Linked DNA regions of Gossypium hirsutum: region 2 is linked to region 1. A link is a contact called in public Hi-C data. All regions are on one chromosome and are shown on one strand. Each heading gives the region's core, a stretch centred on a gene start, on an enhancer-like site or on the middle of the called end of the contact. The rest is flanking DNA. Distances are from core to core; before and after follow the strand shown.

Region 1 (3,526 bases), core at 1,027-3,526:
TTTCAGTTGATTGGAACTCTTTAACTACTTCCTTTTTTCTATTTGGTAATCTGCGAATCATCATAATCTGTAAGTAGTTAAAGAAAATTATTACTACGCCCAGAATTGAGTCGAAAGATTGTGATTTTAGATTTGAGTTAGAATTAATTGAATTTTATTTTAATTTAAAAACATTTAAACTATTCTGATATTAGTTTATGAAAAAAATAACATGTACTAATCGAGATTTATTAAGAAAAAAAAATTGCAATGTTTCAGAAATATTATTATTGAAAATAATATAAATGCTTAACATTTTTTTGTCGAAATCAAGGTGTACACTGCTGGTTTGAATCTGTGTAGTTTGTGTCGAAACCATTTTCTGAAAAAACGCGAGGATCGACTTGGTTTTGAAAACGAAAATTAAAACGGGAGTCGCCACCGATCCTTATTAGGTGTGATTGAATCACCTTTGTTTTAATAAAACATTTTAGTTTACTAAAACAGTATTTTGGTCTACGAATTTTAAGAGAACAAGTTTGGGAGTCGGTTACGTGCGAGAAAGGATTAGCGCCCCCGACACGCCCAAGAATTGGAACCGAATTGATTAGTTAGTGTCTTAATGTCGAAAATCAAAAATCGGGAATGAATTTAAAATACGATCTTTTCTATAAATATCGATTCTAAAATTTTTGAATTAGCACAAAACAATTTGTTTAAAGATTTCCTTATCTCGAGATATCAGAGTATCACATCCCGTAAGTTAGGACACAATACCATGAATTCTCGAGCACAAGGTCGTCTTTTAATTTAAATGAGAGTTTCGTGTTTTAAAACTCGAAAAGGATATTTAGCCATTTAGAAACAACGAGGAAATCGAAACCCCGTAAGTTAGGGCACAATTCCTCGATATTTCAAAATGCATAACATTGCCTTATTTGGAAAATTTTGTTTTTGAATAGTAACGAATACAATATTCAAGCAACATGTGTTATTTATTTGGGTTAAAATAAGGTGATTTGTTGGATAAATACATTGGGGTTTAATTCGTGAGGCAAATATATGAGATACGAGAGAATGAGTATAAACAATAATACATGGATGACGTCACGTAAATATACAACAACAAGGTGAAAATGTAAGTGAACAATTTATGATACATGCGATGACAATAATGGCTCACATACATCATTCACATACTAACATTAACAATTAATGAACAAAAACATATTTGGCAATCTAAAAAATATAAATAGTACAAAGCAAGTCAAATTGAATAAAGTATAAAACCATAAAGAAAACTAATAGACGAGTTTAAAAATAAATAAAATAAAAGATGAAATTCTTTTTAAAATCAATAATGTATATAAAGCGATTTAAGAAAAGATAATACATATAATTTTTAGAACCAATAATATATGTACATAAAAGCATACTACGGGTAATATAAGAAAATCCTATAATAAATAATAAATAGAATGTTTTAGAATAAACAAATGGAAATTTGAAGGGTACATGAAAACAATTTAAACTAATGAAATAAATTTTAAATAAATAATGCAAAAGATGATTTTTTTAAAAATGGTACTCTGGTGGTTTATAAATTGCTATGAATAATGTTTTCGGCATAAGATAAAATAATATAAAATATACAATAAAAACAAAACAATTTAACACATCATGTGAAATATTTAAAACAAACATGCAAACTAAAAAGGTGAACAGTTTACAAAAGGGAACATAAATAAATAATGTATATATATACACATTCAAATAAATGAACAATGTGACAAATCTTATAAGTAACACGTGAAATTTTAAACTAAATAAATATAACATCTGAATGGCAGCAAATAAAATGTATAAAAACATGATAAAACAATTTGAAATAAAAGGGTGAGGGCTAAATTAAAATAAAAATAAAAAGGGGTATAAATTATAAAATAGAAAACTGCCAGGGGGTTAGATTGAGATACGCGCGAAGAAACTGTGGTCAACTGGGCAATTACCCCAACCCTTAATGCGCTGCGTTTCAATGTTCAGTCCAGGGATCAAATCAGAGATGGAATAAAATAATCGGGCTAAATTTAAAAAGAAAAAAAAGCCAATCGGGACTAAATCAAATATCAGAAAAGGGCCGAGCAATTTCCCATTTAAAGGAAAAACGCGGATCCCCCCGGGTACGGGTCGGGTCGCGAACGGGCACCCCTAAAACGGTGCCGTTTGGGCACTTAGGTCACCCTTCAAAACGCTGCCGTTTCACGCAGCAGATTTAACCCTAAATTTTTTTTGAAAATTCCATTTTTGCAGTCCATTTTTACAGAAAATTCCAAAAGCTTTCTCTCTTCTCTGTTAGGTTTTAAACCCCCCCCCATTTTCACAAAAACAGCAGAGCGTCTCTTGCTCTCTATCCCTCCTCCATGGCCGACCATGGATTCATTGGGAGATCCCCCATGTCCCATGCCGCGAACGGCGACCAGCGCTACATGGAAAGGGTCTCTTCGACCCTCTTTTTGAACGGGTTTGAAGTAGGAACACTCACGACCACAGCAACGCAAGGGAAAAGGGAGGACCCATCGGCTCCTCACCCTCTGCCACGGCCGTTGGTCGAACCCCAGGGGTGCGACGGCCATCAGATCGGCAAAAGGACACCGGAGCGCACCCAAATGGCTAATCGAAGGTGTGTTTTTATCCTCCTTTCCCTTATTATTTTTTCGTAAATAAAAAATAAGAAAACAAAATAGAATGCAAAGAAAATCGGAAACTGAAACACCAACAAAATATTCACCTTTCGAAAATTCTATTCTTTTTTTGATTAATCTTGTTTGCAAAGTGTTTTTCTTTTCTTCTTTCAAAATTTCTCCCTTCGGTTTTATAACCGATTACAATAACAATAAAAAATGCTCTTATTCCTCTGTTGTGGCTGCTGTTTTTGTTGTTTGTGTTTGCAGGGTATGGGCGTGTCAGACGCATGGAGGGAGCATATGCCGGTGGTGGTGCGCGAGGCGGCCATTGGTTGGCCGAGTGTGCTGCTGAGGGTTGAGGGCTGCTGCTGTTTTCTCTTCTCTGCAGGGGGCTAGGATTTGGGCTTTAGGGTTTGTATTTAATTGGGTTTGGTCTTTTAGTTTGGGCAGGGCATAATTGAGCCTGTACAGTTTGAATTAGAATTAAGTTAAGAATAAAAAATTAATATTTGAAATAAACATATATTAATTACTATTTGTGACTGTCAAAACTATTTTTTTGAAAACGGGAATCAATTTTGTTTGAAAGCGAAGATTAAAACAGGAGTCGCCACTGATCTTTATTAGGTGTGAACGGATCATCTTTGTTTTTATAAAACATGCTAGTTTACTAAAACGGTGTTTTTGGTCTACGAAACTCAAGAGAAAAAAGGTTCGGGAGTCGGTTACGTGCGAGGAAGGGTTAGCACCCTCGTCACGCCCAAAATTGGTACCAAATTGATTAGTTAATGTCTTAATGTCGAAAGTTGAAAAATCAGAAACGGATTTAAAATGTGATCCTTTTTCATTAACGTTGATTTTTT
Region 2 (3,305 bases), core at 475-2,974, 300 kb before region 1:
GTGTATTCTAGAAATTTGGCTGAGCTTCTGGAGTGAAGTACATTACAATTCATTGTATGCAAGTGGAGGTGAGACCAACTTTAGTAGTTTTCATTTCTTAATTCTTTTTTTATCTTTCACACAATTCTTGCTATTTCATCGGCCAGATGAATGAAGTCCATATACTTATGTATGTTTACAGATGTTCCTACCAGAGCACCAAGAAGAAAGCATTGGCTTTTTTAGGATTGATATAATACGACACATTCCCAGTTTATTTTATCTATTATATGTATATTTTTACTCACCTTTATGTGCCATTCAGAAATAGTTTGCTATTACAAAACTTATTAGTTATTTGATCATTTAACTTTATTTTGTATACAAATAATTAACATTCAGAAAACATAAAAAGTATTGACTGTGCAGCCACCTGTACATTTGCATAAGTTCTTTGTACTCTAATTTGATTCATTTTAGTTCATATCTTTTTTCTAATTTTGAAATTTTAGTCATGTCCTACATAGTAGTAGTTAAAGTTAATTTGGTTATATTCGGCTACTAGTTTTGTATTGTGCATAAGTTGTTGAGTTAATCACTTCTTCAATTTTTGATTTTTTTAGTTCATATATTTTTTGAACGTTGAAATTTCAGTCCTGATCCAAATGATGATTGTTAAATTCGTTAACTAAAATAATCAATGATATTTGAACTAAAACTAAATTCAGATAATGGTATCGGATTGATTGAATTGCAAAATTGAGAATTGTTTATTATTATTATTATTATTATTATTATTATTATTATTATTTATTCTTTGGTTTTAAAAAATAGAAAATAATGATGGTGTTTTTTTTTTAAGTATTTTTTGAAAATAATAAGTTAACATCACATTACATTTGTAGAGATATATTTTTCCATATAAGATGCTACATATAAAAATGAAAATTTAGAATATAGAGTTTAAATTTGCTCATACACTAATAAAAGTCAAATTATAAAATAAAATAAACCACAAATAAATATTATTTTTTGAAGTTAATACAACAAATTATAAAAAGTATCAAAATCTATTACAAAATGTGCATCAAACATCTCATGAAACCAAGTTTAAACATATCATGTCAAGTTCATCGATTTTTTTTTTTTTGCGAAACACTTGAAAGGGAGGGCTAGAAAGAACAAAAAAAAAAGGATCAAACGAAAAAACCGCATCCATTGATAAATGTTGAAGAACAGATCAAATGCTATATACGAATATAAAAGTATAAAAATATGAAACAATTGTAATGCAAAGAAAAGCAGTTAGATCAGGAAGCGTAGATAGAAGCACGACAAAGCGGCCAATGGGAGTGCTTAAGCAACCATCGATCGATGCAAGAAAGATGGTAAACATGTCGGCATTTGCTTAACATCCTGCAACGATCCCCTTCTTTCAGTTCTTCCAGGCATATTGCACAATCCTTGCTTCCACTCTCTCCTTCTTTGGCTGTAGTTTCTTGCGTGCTAATTATATTATTCTTCTTGTCTATTACAACGGTCCCTGCCGGTTGCCGCATGGATTGACGGCCGGCCTCAATGTCTTGAGTCGGATGTCGGAGCTGCCTTCTGGCTTTTTCATAACAAGTCCTTATGATGTAAATTATAAATACTGTTATGGGGAAAGAAGCGACAACACTTAGAATTCCGACAAGATTAAGTGGTCTTTCAACGTCAATCTCAGCCGCTGCTGGTGGCATTGCCATGCTTCCTTCAATGATGAAACACTAGTTTAGTATTGAGTGAATCATAATATTTAAACCCAAGTTTTCCTTTTTCAATTTGTTTGAAATTTCACCTGAAGATTCTTCCGTAGAGAGCAAGTTAAATCTTTCTAACTATACAATTATTTTATTTTATCCCATCATGTTTAATAGAAGAATTAAAAGATAATCGCATTTTTATTTATATACATAAAAACTAAAGTCACATAAGTAATTAACTTTTTTAATTAAAAATATGAAACTATATCTCTTATTGATTCACTATTTGCTATTTTTTACTCTTTTAAAACATACTCCTACAGTATTCTTTATTTTTCACTCACGAGCACTAGTATTTTTATTAAAATTTTAAACTTTATTATTCATTTAGCTTTTATTAATTAACAGAGTTTGATATCGGTTTCTGATCGACTATTATAGATGACAATGGAATCAAGGGTGGCTGTCTTTGCATATCTGATTTTCTATTGGTAGGCAGCTTAGTTTCAGTATCTTCACGCCTCCAACGTAGAAATAGACCTCTCCCAACGCTCTATAATACCATAGGAATCTCGCAGAGAATACCAGGATTTCACAAGATGTAGATAGCATGGTTAGAATTTAGAACAAAGACAAGACAGGCAACAAATCTTGCTTTGCATTTAGAATTAAAACTAAAGTCTGATCATATAAAACATTTCTTTTTCTATTATTACAGGTTGATTTTGAATTGCTCAGAGAAGCCACCCTTCATCCCCCACCCCTCTTCAATAACTCAAGTAGACTAGAAAAGCCACAAACCCACCCAATTTGGGCATCATCAGACTTCCTCGGAGCTACTGTAATTGGAACAGTATAGAAAAGGAGTGTTTCCAAGGTTCAGTAAGCGACCAACTGTACATTCATTTTCATTCCAACCCACTAATACTACGACTCCCCTTGGCAACGGAGCGTCTCAAAGCAGAGCACCAAAATAAAGCTCCCCACAAGCTACACTAACAATTTCCAATCACCAACTCTCCCCCATCACACCACACATTCATTTGTGTTGCTAGAATAAATTCGATCAACTTTCATGATCTTAGGAAAAGGGAAGAAGAGAGGAAGGAGGACAATAATGCATACCTCTTCCCCTCTGTTCTCTCATTCTACATCCTATCAACTGCATTGTTCACAAAATTTGCATGCTACCCTTCCCTTCTTTATTAGACCCTTACCGATTCAGAGTTGATTCGGCTAGTACTTCCAGCAGGCGAACTGGATCCGTTCATGGACACCGAACGCTGAGAAAAGTCCATCAAAAGCTTCCTCTGGGATTCATTAGTGTGAGGAAGACTAGCTCGTAGAAGTTCACAAGGCATTTCACGCCTTATAGCCTCTAAACCGATGACTTCTGTGGTTGGCTGAGGCTGGTTATGTATTGATTGGATTATTGTCTCATATTTACTAACACAGTACTTGGTAAGAAGGGCAAAAAATTCATCGAATGAAGCCCTCCAGAGAGTATAATTAGGCATGCTGCAATTTCCAGATGGATGACTTAGAAGTTGACTGGCCCTTTCAAGAACTGATTTTATGATCACC

The links. Hi-C and Micro-C count contacts between places; a contact is called where the count stands out from the background.
Region 2: a Hi-C map of leaf shows a contact between it and region 1, with 2.2 times the contacts expected there. The contact joins the promoter of LOC107947893 here to the promoter of LOC107955698 in region 1. A contact is called at or near these places in 7 of 34 Hi-C or Micro-C datasets (leaf and petal).

The regions. Positions count from the first base shown.
Region 1 is chrA07:84,851,040-84,854,565 of Gossypium_hirsutum_v2.1, reverse strand. It overlaps LOC107955698, which reads left to right and starts at 2,276. Exons shown (of 2, transcript XM_016891496.2): 1 at 2,276-2,659; 2 at 2,931-3,198. The coding sequence starts at 2,400. The coding sequence ends at 3,015.
Region 2 is chrA07:85,152,315-85,155,619 of Gossypium_hirsutum_v2.1, reverse strand. It overlaps LOC107947893 (RING-H2 finger protein ATL39), which reads right to left and starts at 1,724. Exons shown (of 1, transcript XM_016882397.1): 1 at 1,290-1,724. The coding sequence starts at 1,724. The coding sequence ends at 1,290. It overlaps LOC107948554 (protein PAT1 homolog 1), which reads right to left. Exons shown (of 5, transcript XM_016883141.2): 5 at 2,362-3,305. The coding sequence ends at 2,927. It overlaps LOC107948555 (OVARIAN TUMOR DOMAIN-containing deubiquitinating enzyme 11), which reads left to right. Exons shown (of 10, transcript XM_016883142.2): 9 at 12-68; 10 at 182-428. The coding sequence ends at 225.